2 separate regions of the Ovis aries genome follow, and region 2 is linked to region 1. A link is a contact called in public Hi-C data. All regions are on one chromosome and are shown on one strand. The core of a region is the stretch at or near the end of the contact, and the rest is flanking DNA. Distances in the headings are between cores, read along the strand shown.

Region 1 (5,951 bases), core at 1,238-3,737:
ATTCATCTTATAAACGGAGTGACAAAAATTCAGTTTTCTCAACACTGGATACAAGGTGAAGTGAAAGTTGCTCAGTTGTGTCCAACTCTTTGTGACTCCATGGACTACAGTCCGCCAGGCTCCTCTGTCCATGGAATTCTCCAGGCAAGAATACTGGAGTGGTTAGCAATTTCCTTCTCCAGGGGATCTTGCCCACTCAGGGATCACACCCAGCTCTCCTGCACTGCAGGCAGATTTTTTTACCACCTGAGCCACCAGGAAGACACAGCGTAGCCACTTATAAATATCTAATTTAAACATGAAGTCTGAACGTAATCACGAAGTCCAACAGGACTGAGTTTGAATCTTGCCTCTGACATCGGTCACCTGTTATGACGCTGGCGAAGTTACTTAATCATACTAACCCTCAGTCTCCTCATCTATGAAAAGAGAGTGCTACCTACCGGTAAGTGTTTGTGTGTAAAATGTGAGTTGTGTGTAAAATGTTTAGTGAAGGACATGCCATACATCAATCCTTCAGTAAATGTTAGTTATTTCAATAGAGAATAGTGTTCGAGTTAGTACATAAACATCATTTATACCTCATCCTGATTATAATTTTACAAAGAAAAAAAAAAAACACAGTGCACTAAGAAGCACACTGAAAATATGTCTTCCACAATTCCACACAGACTGAGATTCTGCAATTCCTGAATCACCACTATCATATGGTAAGTGTATGCAGGTACTAAGTGCATAAGCCCAAAGAATGAGAACTTAATAAAAGACGCCGGTATATATCAAGTGATAAATCAATAAACACATGTATTACTAGGTTCAGTCATTAAAATTTGAACCCAAAAGGATGTATGGATGTAGACCGAAATTTACACACTAGGACCACCTGTCCAAAAAAAGTCATTCTTAATTTCAGCAGTTTCACTTGACTGTTTCCAAAGGAGTCTCCTGTGGCAATGACCTTTCAGTCACAGTACATAATAGAAACATCCAAAACACAATGAAAGGAAAATTATTTGTAATTAGAATACCAAATTTTTCTTAATCGGGTGTGAAACCTGGACAAACTTTAACTAAAATAACTACCAATAACTTCCACATCTATAAAAGATAATAATACCTACCTACTCCACAGGGCTCTTAGTAAGATCAAATGTGAAGGCATGTAACTATGCTTTGTAAACTGTCAAGTATAACATGCAAATATCATTACGGCTGAGGTTCTTTTATTATCCAAGGAAAGACTTCTTTAAAAAAATGATACACTGATCCCCTCCACTCATTAAATATATGGACAATATCATATTTTCTACCACTAATTATTGCATACCAGAACAGTCCTCAACGATCTTCATCTAAAATCACCAAGAGTCACAATTTGAAAGGCTGAAAGACGCTTATCACATCCCCACATAAGACCTCAAGCATAAACGTATCTCCACTGATAATCGAAACAAGAAACAAATTAGTAAATTCATCTATACACTTACCCAATATTCGATAGACTCTAGGAAGATAAAATTGCTTAGAAACAACCTAACTACCTCCACTGAATAAAGCAAACGCATGTCAATAGCCACAGATGTTCAGTTGTGTCTTCACCTCTGTATTCTGCTTACGAGTCAGCTGGTGTCAAAGCACACGCACCCACCAGGCACGCGCACACACACACACGCGCACACACACACACGCGCACACACACACACACACTCTGCTTATCGGTGTCAGGGGCTGAGCACAAAATAAACTGCACCCAAACAAAAGGAGTCTCTTCAGAGCCTTCCTGCTTCGAATAACCTCGCTAGGCCTGCTCCTTCCTCGTCTGTAAACAAATTACCGGTGGGGGGCACGCGAGCAAGAGGGCGAGGGCCTCAAATAGGGGTCATTTGGCCGTCACCTGGCGAGGTGTTTTTCGCGAAGTTTCAGAGTCAACAAAGAAGTTTCATGGCGAAGGGGTCGGGCCGCTGGAACGGCCGGGCGAAGCAACGTTAAAAGACGGACAAAACCGAGTGTGGCAGGGTGGGGGGAAGAAGGACGTAGAAAACGCCCCCTCAGACTTCCAGCCGCGACGACGGCGCCGTCGCCCCCCGGGGCTGGCGGGACGGAGTGGGGGCGGTCGGGGAGCCACGCCGGCCACCGCAGCCCGACGCCCCCGGCCCACGACCGGCGCGGGCGCGCGGGGAACGGCTGGAGGCGCCGACGGGTCCCCCGCAGGCTCCCCGCCGCCCCTCGCGCCCCGCTGCTCCGCGGGGCAAACGGCCCGGGTGCCGGCCCCGCCACGGTCCCGCCCGCTCGCGACGCTGTCACCGCGAGCCCCTGACCCGAGCGGAGGCGCCCGCCGCCCACTCCGCCACCTCACGCGCCGCCCGGGCCCCGCCGCCCTCCTCGAGCGCCGCACGGAACCGGCACGGGCCCGACCGGAACGCGGGCGCCGCAAGCACAGGGCGCGGGCGCCGCCGACTTACCTTCCTCCGCGGTGTCCATCTTGTCTGGGGGGGCGGCGGTGACGCAGCCGCTAGGCTCCAGCGGCCGCGACCGGAGCCTTCCGGCCGGGGCGGGGAAGGGGGAGGGAAGGGGAGGAAGGAGGAGGGAGCGGAGCCGGGCCCGGGCAGGTGCGTGTGCTCAGGTGCGAGAGAGGAAGAGAGAGAGGGGGGAGAGGGAGAGGGAGAGAGGCTGACAGAAAGCGGGCGAGAGAGGGGAGGGGGAGGGGCGGGGAGAGCGGAGGGGCGAGGCCTGGGCGGGGCGTGCGGGCGGAAGGGGCGGGGCGCCTCCGCGACGTGTGTTGTCACTTCCGGCAGCGCCGCTGTGCGCATGCTCAGTGGGCGGCGGCCGTGGGGGCGTTGCGGGACGTTCCTTCCCCAGCCCCCAACTCCCTCCACAGGCCGTCGGGTGGCCACTGTCGTGGGCCGCGGGCCACCTGGGCTTTGTCCAGAGGGCTGCGCGGTCGGAGAGGCTGAAACCTTAGAAGGAGCTGAACTCTAATGACACCGAGGTGGGGACGGGGGGGCGGCGACAGAGAAAGCACGGAGCCAAGGGACGAGGGCAGCGGGAGCGAGCCCTGCACCCGCCGCAGCACCGCGGTGCACCACACAGGCGGGCCCCGGGGCTGAAGAGCTACCTGGGCGCCTGTGAAAAGACTAGTCCTGCGCCCGGCTCCACTCCCCTCTTCCTGCCCGAGACTCCGGTGTCGCGTGTCTGGAGTCGGTCCAGGAATAGGCACTTTTGTTCCGCACCTGTGGGCAGTTCTGATGCACGTTTTGAAGAAGTGCTAAAATCATTAGTATGAGAAAGGCAAGTCCTAACTTTAGCGAGATCCCTCCCCCAGGAGACTTCTTCATTTGACTGAAAGGACCGCTTCAATAAACTACTTAGGCTGGAGGCTGTAACATCCGCCTCTAAGGGAAATTGGTTCAAACTGTGAAGTGAGAATTTGTTATTAAGGGGGCTTCCATGGTGGGTCAGATGGTAAAGCGTCTGCCTGCAATTCGGGAGACATGGGTTTGATCCCTGAGTCGGGAATATCCCCAGCAGAAGGAAATGGCAACCCACTCCAATACTCTTGCCTGGAAAATTACATGGACAGAGGAGTCTGGTGGGCTACAGTCTATGGGGTCTCAAAGAGTCGGACACGACTGAGCGACTTCACTCACTTTGTTATTAAGTGTCACAGCCATCAGCGATTTATGGCCTCTAAATATGAATCCCAAACTGCAATCCACTGGATGTTGCTACCCCAACCCCGCCCTCGATTGCTCAGGAGCTGGGGGAAATGCAAGGTGAACAAGGAAACGGAGTTGACACCCCGCCCCCCATAGCTGAGGTGCGTGTGAAAGGAATGAGCTCAGTGCGACCAGAGGGTTGCATCTTCCCATACCTGGAATGCTAAATTCCTTAACCTGATAACCTAATCTTTGATCAGACAGCTGCTCCCTTGGTTGCAAACTTGTATATAGCCTGACTTTCCCACCTGCCTCCTTGGAGCAGTTTTCTCAAAGCTACTGAGATGCCTTCTCCCTGGCTCCGAGTCCTAAGCATTCCCACCAGGTAACTATTTTAAGGTTGTGATTACATCGTTTTAGTCGACAAGTTGTGCACAGGGCTTGATATATTGAGCTGTGGATGTTTACCTGGCCAGAGGTGAATTGCTTCTGCCTGATGAAAGACAGCCCTGCCTGGATCAGCACACAGCTTTCCTCACTGTAATTCCTGCTTTTTACTCTAAAGGAAGAACTGTCACACAACATTGTAAATAAACCATACTCCAATTTAAAAGGAAAAAAAAAAATCTATTTAGAAAATACAAGTTATGTCACCATCTTTGAATTGCCTGAGTAGAACTAGAGATATTGGTAATCCCAAGAAAATATATTTTAAAGACTATGTAAATGAATTGCAAAGATAAATTAAGAATGCTAGCAAGACTTTTTCTGTCTGTGAGAGAGAAGGAATTGGGAAGATCCCTGCTTCCTGCAAGCCTCATCAATCAGGAGACTTAGATTAAAGATAATGGAGACCTTCCAGAAAAACAGAAGCCTTTGAAGACCAATGCCATTGATTTTTCCAGTCACTCCTGTTGCCCAAGGTGGGAAAGAATTCAAATTCTTGATGCAATAATGGAGGCCCACTTTTCCTTAAATTTATTTGGACTGTATTGTCTCCCAAGAAATTGTATCTGAAGGAGGCTCATACCTCAGTCCCCACCCCTCCCACCCAACATGTGGAGCAGACACATCTCCTCTGTGGCCTGTGGCAGGGCACGTCTCACTCAGCTCGGACCAGGGGCGCAGCTCACCGCCACCAGTTCAGACCCAGTCTCAGGGGTCATAAAGCAAAAGAGGGGATGATTCTGATAGGTAGACTTAAAGATTTACTGAGGGACGTGCTAGCGGTCTGTCAGAGCAGGTATGTGAACCTCCAGGCAGTAGAACAGGGTTAGAATTGGAATGTATGTGGTGTGCGTGGAGGGCTCCTCGCCTTTGTCTTTATGTCTTTCTGTGGTGCTCTAAGGAAAGTTACTTCAAGAATCAAGCAGTGCCCCAGTGTTTTTTCATTCAGTCTTTGGAGTTTAAAGATAAGAGTAATCAACCAACATCTGCTGAGTCCTTACTATGTGTCAGGCAGTAGTCCTTAAAACAGGGCCTTGGAAATAAAGTCATTCAGACATCAGATGCAGTTAACTGTTGACAGGAACCCAACTAAGCCTGTAGACAAAAGGGAGGAGTGTACTGTTGACATGAACAAACTGTGACAAGTGAAGTGGTCCAGTGGGCCTCCGGAACTGCTGGAACTAGAGTCCTCTCTCTGCCCGCACCCCTCAGCTCTGCTTCGTTCTGTACATCAGCTTCTTGCTGTCAGCTTCCTCCACATGGCTGGGGACTGATAGCTCTCAAGATCATATCTTCAGCTTCTCCATCAGACAGGCTGAGGGTGACGCTCTCTAGCCCCAAGCCAGTAATTCTCAGGGAAGGACAGTTAATTGGTCCAGCGAGGTGCACGTCCCTGAACCCAATGTTAAGGGTCTGTAGGAATGTGTACGCTGCCATTGAACTCCGTTACTGAAGTGCAGAAAAAGCATTTCCCAGGAGAAAAGGGAGCCCAAAACTATAGACAGGCGTTATCGTTAGAATTCTCATTGTTTTCAAACAAGTACACCAAGATTGTAAAGAAATATTTTCATTTGCCACACTTTTATCCAAGGAAACCAATTAGAATTCATATAGAATTTCACCCTGAGAAGAGTTATTTTAGTCAAAAGAGACACTTAAAGGTATAGCATATATGTGGTTCTAGCCTGAATGTGTGTGTGTATGTGTGTGTTACTCTGCCATGAGAAAACTGTAGTAATTCTGGGTTTTCATATAGCAATAAAATGAGCAACAGAGCTTGTATGGGAAGACAACTAAAAATTTTTGAGCACTATAACACACTAACAATGACAATAATTAACCCTAACC
Region 2 (6,137 bases), core at 3,399-5,898, 68 kb after region 1:
CTGAGTCAGTTTTTCGCATCAGGTGGCCAAAAGCATTGGAGTTTCAGCTTCAGCATTAGTCCTTCCAATGAGTATTCAGGACTGATTTCCTTTAGGATGGACTGGTTCAGGTGGGTCCATTAGCTTGGGACAGAACATAAAAATTGGGTAAAGATGCCTGTGACTTATAAAGTCCCTTCATACTTGTCTATTTTCCCTTCAGAATAGTCTTCTGAGGTTGGGTGGTGCTTGGCGCCATCTCTGTCAGATCAAGAAAAAGAGGCTGAAAGTGATTAAGTGATTTGTTAAGGTTCCAGGGGGGCGTCCCTGGTGGTTCAGTGGTAAAGAGTCTACCTGCCGATATAGGAGATGAGGGTTCGATCCCTGGGTTGGGAAGATCCCCTGGAGGAGGAAATGGCAACCCACTCCAGTATTCTTGCCTGGGAAGTCCCATGGACAGAGGAGCCTGGCGGGTTAAGTCCATGGGGTCGCCAAAAGGCAAAAAGTTGGACATGACTTCGTGACAACATAAGGTTTCAGGGCAGAACGGGGCAGTCTTGGGACCTGAACTTAGATTCTCCTGACCCGATTTCAGTGTTCTTCCTCCCACCACCACCCCCCGCCCCCGCAAGAGGAGGAGCTGTGTTCCTCTGTCCATGGCCGTGACCTTTACTTTAGGATCTGGGTCTCTGGCTGGAGCCACGTTGCCCAGTCCCTGGGCTGATGCTCATGGAAGGACCTGACGTGGACCCCACAAGCCATCTTGTCCACTCCTCAGCCCTTATAGAGCCTGCCCAAACCAGACCCTCCAGGCAGGAGATTGTGCCCCATTGGCCTCTTGGGCAGAGGCTGAGAAATTGCTTGGTCATGGTGACTGGACCGCTCAGAGATGTGCCCGCTGGCCCGAGGCTAACTCAAAAGGCCTGCTGAGAGGTGTGGCTCCCCAGGGGTAGGTGCCACCCAGAACCTTTGTCCCAGGTGTTACACCTCGTGGGCATTGTGCTGAGGCAGGCGTTTTGGAGGGGTGGGGCTCTGAACAGGCTGCTGGCGGCCGTGCACCTTGGGTTGTGAAATCCAAGATGCTCTGGCCTGGGGCCAGCTGGCCCGTTTGCCATGATTACAGTCCGCCTGGTGGCCACTGCTTTTTCTTTTCGCGTGGTCCAGAACCTCCTCCAGCACGGTAGGTTTCGTAAGGAAGGTAAACAGAGCCCGAGCCCCAGCAGCTCCGACACTAAGACGGGTGGCTCTCCTATTTTACAGAACCATTGTTCCAGACTTCTTTGTCGGGCAGGAGCCATGGGATCCCTCGGGGGACTGGTCCACCTTCCCGGAGTGGTTGAAGACCAGAAATGCCAGAAAGATTGATAAGTAAGTTAACTAGTGTGTCACCAGCCGGCATGGCGGTCTTGGTAGAGCCCCCAGGGACCCAGGAAGCAAGAGGCTGGAGGGAGGGGCGGGTCTGGCTTCTCCATCACATAGGACCTTAGAGGCTACTGCTCACCGAGTCCTTCCTGAGGCAGGAAGACAAGGTCTATGCGGTGGAGGGGTAGAACCGCACAGGCACCCTACCACCAGCAAGCTCACTTGCTTTGCCTTCTGGGAAATTCTTCATAGCACGGATGCTGAGGGAGCTTTCTTGAAGTCCCTGGGGTCCCCTCTCCCTTGGGCTCTTGGGGGCTATAGATCAACATGCCTTCCTCTTCCTCGGGCTGCAGAACCGCTTGAAACAACAGGCAGAGAAGAGAGACTCGAGAAAGCCTCAGGCCCGTTTCTGCTCAGCGGATTGGAAACAAAGCCTTGAGTGCTGTTCTCCCCCAGCGAGCCTCCCCACCTCCCTGGGGAAACTGCGGGTCTTTAGACCAGACCTGCCAGACCAGGGCTGCTGTCTTGCCAGGGTCCAGGGAACAGTGGGAAGAAAAGTGGGGGACGGGAAATCCCCCAGATTGCAGCCTTTCATTGAATTGGCTCCAGCCAGTTCAGAAGCAAGGACCAGAGTGCTCAGCTGCCCCTCGGATCCCTTCTCTGTCTGGAGGGTGAAGGATGGAGATGGGGGAAGAGGCGGGATGTTCTCCAGGGCCAAGCTCCTCCTGAGTTAGAGACCTGAGTCCCGGGCAAACGACTCCACCAACCCCTAGGCCTCGGCTTCCATCATTGGATTTTGTCCTGCCATGCATGTGAGCCTCGTGTTTGATAAGTTGCCCCCAAGCCCAGGCTGGGGCAATTGCAATAACAAAAGGCTCCCTGCCGGTGGCCACCTGGTCCCCGGACTCTCCGCTCCTCTAGAGCTGACCCCGGGCTGTGGGCCCCTCTGTCCCCTGACCTGGGGGACCCCACGCTGACCCCTGCCCCCAGCCCCCAGGGGCCCGAGAATGGAGCTGGCATCAGACAAAGGTGTGGAGATGGGCATCCCGGGGATACCTTCTGAGCTATGGATCAGCCTTTGCTCAGAGTCAGAAGATACCTCCCCAGCCTATCCGCCGTCCGCTGCAGCTCCTCGGCCCCCCTCCCCACGCTCACTGGGGTTCTGGACACCCTTTCTCTGGGTGCCTGTGCAGAGCAGCCGTGACGCTCTATGGCTCAGGCCAGGGTCTCCCTCGGGTCCCTGCAGGTCCATCAGGCTGGGGAGATGCTGCAGGCTGCCCTGGGAGCTCCCCTCTTGCCAGAGCGTATCAGCAAGAGTAACAGCCTCAGGGTCTCACTGCGGGGGAGACCAGGGCCAGCGGCTCCCTTTGGAATTGCCTCTGGGGTGTGAAGCACCTTGTCTTGCGTCCCATCCTGGGAGATCTCACTGCAGGGCTACGGAGGCCTGGCTCCCTTGCCCCAAGCTGGGGGACCCTCAGAGGTCACCCCAGCTCCAAGCTCCCTGAGGAGCCAGGTGAGGCTTTTGTAGAGACTGTGCCACTCCCCACTTTCTGTCCCCATCCTGCTTTCTCCCTTCCCCAGGGTGGACCCCGAGATCACTGGGGACCCAAGCTCCCACACATTTATCCATTTCCAGGCCTCCCTCCCGGGGGTTCAAGCTGCAAGCTGAAGGAAAACAAAATAAGCAAAGAGTTAAGAGTAAATTAGAAGTCAAAACACAAGAAAACCCAAGAGCCTGGGATGTGACTATGAAATTCAGCTTTGCGTGTGGGGGTGGGCTGGAGAGACTAGTTAGGACATTTTGAGGAAGAGCCCACAGGGCTGCCTCCCGTTTGTGAGTTCAGATCTGGGTGGTCCTTTCTGGCGGGCATCAGAGCAGCCCAGAGGGAACCCTCCACAGGGGATAAGGAGAACTGCACCTTTTCAATCAAAATGAGACATAAAATGCAAGCACTAATTTGGAAAGTAGACCGAAGTCCTCGTGCCTGGTCAAGTCTTTTGTGTGAAAGAAAAGCCATCTTGAACTTACTGCTTAAGCAGTCGTGGGATTTGTTGGCTGACAACTGAAAAGAGGTAGTTTCTGGCTCTGAGCAGAGGTTGATCCGTAGCTCAGAAGGTATCCCCAGGATTCAACCTCCACACCCTTGTCTGATGCTGGCTCCATTCTCGGGCAGCGTTTGCCTCTGGATGACAAGATGGCTGCAGCAGCTCCAGCCTCCTGTTGACTCTTTTCCTAGCAACCCAGCAAAATTCCCATTTTGTCCTGATGGTTATGATTGGGTCACAGGTCCATCCTTGAACCATTTATTGTGGCCAGAGATCACTTATACTCTGACTGGCCAGGCCTGAGTCACATATTACACTCCTGGAACCAAGGCCCCCAAGGTATATGGACCAAGCATGGGGAAGAGAGATTTGTCTAAAGCTAAATCCTGGTATTCCTGGGAAAGTGGGGAATATTCGCAGCAGCAAAAGCAAAAATAGGGTCACTCGAGTCGGTTAAAGAATTTTTACAGAAATGCCCTCTTCCTTCTTGTCCCCTCCAATTAAGGCACTTATTCTTCAGATCAGAGCATTTGAGAAAACCCAAAATGACACAAACAGTGGCTTATTCCATTTCATTTTGCAGAATTACTCAGTTACTGCCCTTCTAACATTGTGAAAACTACTTGCACCCAGAATGGTATGATACAAACGTTTAAGTATGTTCCAAGATATCTTATGATTAAAGGAGAAAAAAAGTGCAAGAGAATTGTTTTCTCTCTCCCGTTCTCTTTTTTATCCTTAATTGCAAACAGACAGCATTTCTTTCTTATCAGAACAAGCAGAACTTTCTGGGCAGGGCTTGCAGCCCTACCTCCATTTTGGCATCTTGCGTCTAAAAAAAAAAAAAGTTGTATGAGTTCCAAATGACCAGTTTGCAAAAGAGCCATTTGTGAGAGGAGGGCCGCTGTCCCGGGTCCCCTCGGGCTTGCCTTGTCTTTGTGGCTTTCCCAACACCGCTGGGCTCCTGGGCACCAGAGGAAAGAGGTGAGGCAGAGTTAGAGTGCTGGGCAGGGAGCACGAAGGTGCCCGGTCAGACAGGGCTGGGGGGCTGCCTCCTGGTTGCGGCTGGGCCCTCCTGGGGAGGAGAGAGAGGAGCTGGAGGTGCTTTCTGGGGCAGGACTTGCATCAGGCCCTCGAGCTGAGCTGCAGTCATTGGCTTTGATTCCAAGGCTGTGGGAGACTGTTGCTCAAACTCGTCCTGTTTGTGCCGCCCTGTCGGGCGGTTGGAAGAGGCTGGGCTTGGCAGGGAGACTTCCCGGGGGATAGGGCACTGGTTACTCATCAGCTGGGCAGGAGGGCAGGGCTCTGAAGGTACGAATCTCAGACCTTCCCAGAACAGCTGCTGACAAAGCCCTGTAACCATTGGCACTTGCTGCCCGGCTCGCTTTCAAGGGGCCACACGATACCTTTTTTTTTTTGGCGGGGAGGGGTGGGGGGTCGTGCTGTGCAACTTGCTGGATCTTAGTTCCCTGACCGGGGATTGAACCTGGGCCCTGGCAGTGGAGGTGCTGAGTCGTAACCACTGAACCACCCAGTTATTCCCCTTGAATGACTTTCCTTTCTGTTTCTTAGAGAGTTCGATGCAGTCTTGAAGTATCTGAAGCAACAGTGTCAGGCCAAGAGAATCGGCGTCGTGGGATTCTGCTGGGGTGGAATTGCTGTTCATCATCTGATGTTGAAATACCCAGAACTCAGGGCAGGGGTGTCCGTCTATGGTAAATCTGCCTTGTGTGTTTTTACACAGTGAAAGCCGGAGTGGGTGTTGAGGGACAATGGCCGCAAGCCGCTTCCCCAGCTGAGGGTCTCGAATGTAACACAAAACCCAATTGTGTAGAGATGTTGTGCTGATCTTCAGGAAACGGTTTTAAGAATCTGAAGCTAGAGGTGGATGTTCTAGCTGACCAGAGGAAACGAGGGCCCGGCAGCGTGCCTTTGGGAAAACCCCCTAGCCCACGGGCTCAATTTTTCACCTAGGATGGAGGGGAGAATGTTTATTTCCACGATAAGGTTAATATCAAACAATATTGTTAGCCACAGCTTTGAAAAGATTTTTTTTCTAAGATATGAATTCTCAACTACTCATACATGTGTGCCCTCCTGCACACACACACACACACACACACACACACACACAGAGGTTTCCCAGGTGGCACTAGTGGTAAAGAATCCGCCTGCCAGTGCAGGAGATGGTTTGACCCCTGGCTTGGGAAGATCCCCTAGAGGAGGGAATGGCAGCCTGCTCCAGTATTCCTGCCTGGAGAGTCCCCATGGACAGAGGAGTCTGGCGGACTCTTTAGTCCACGGTGTCGCAAACAGCTGGACACGGCTGAGCAGCTGAACACCCGCACATGAAGAAAGGGGAAACCCACCCTAAAATGTAAATAGCAACATAAACATTTCATCCAGACAGACCAAAGGTATCACAGCAGTGACATAAGAACGTTGTTATCTGTGTCAGTCAGTTCAGTCTCAGTCCTGACTCTTTGTGACCCCATGAACCACAGCATGCCAGGCCTCGCTGTCCATCACCACCTCCCGGAGTCCACCCAAACCCATGTCCATCGAGTCGGTGATGCCATCCAACCATCTCATCCTCTGTCATCCCCTTCTCCTCCTGCCCTCAATCTTTCCCAGCATCAGGGTCTTTTCACATGAGCCAGCTGTTCGCATCAGGTGGCCAAAGTATTGGAGTTTCAGCTTCAACATCTATGTACAGAAACATTAAGTTAGGATGTGAAACGTTTGATTTT

The links. A called contact is a pair of places that touch in the nucleus more often than the background predicts.
Region 2: a Hi-C map of tail adipose tissue shows a contact between it and region 1, with 2.9 times the contacts expected there. The contact joins the enhancer-like site here to the promoter of MARCHF6 in region 1. A contact is called at or near these places in 8 of 16 Hi-C or Micro-C datasets (blood, liver, muscle and 3 more).

The regions. Positions count from the first base shown.
Region 1 is chr16:62,996,283-63,002,233 of ARS-UI_Ramb_v3.0, forward strand. It overlaps MARCHF6 (membrane associated ring-CH-type finger 6), which reads right to left and starts at 2,488. Exons shown (of 24, transcript XM_060400570.1): 1 at 2,463-2,488. The coding sequence starts at 2,481.
Region 2 is chr16:63,061,798-63,067,934 of ARS-UI_Ramb_v3.0, forward strand. It overlaps CMBL (carboxymethylenebutenolidase homolog), which reads left to right. Exons shown (of 6, transcript XM_004017085.5): 3 at 1,240-1,347; 4 at 4,960-5,102. Among named protein-coding and RNA genes, the nearest start is that of CMBL, 18 kb to the left of the region's middle. Within about 2 kb of position 4,649, at least 5 of the 54 cell types and tissues checked have an H3K27ac peak or open chromatin away from gene starts, as enhancers often do. A contact at or near this core is called in liver and tail adipose tissue, where this site is marked.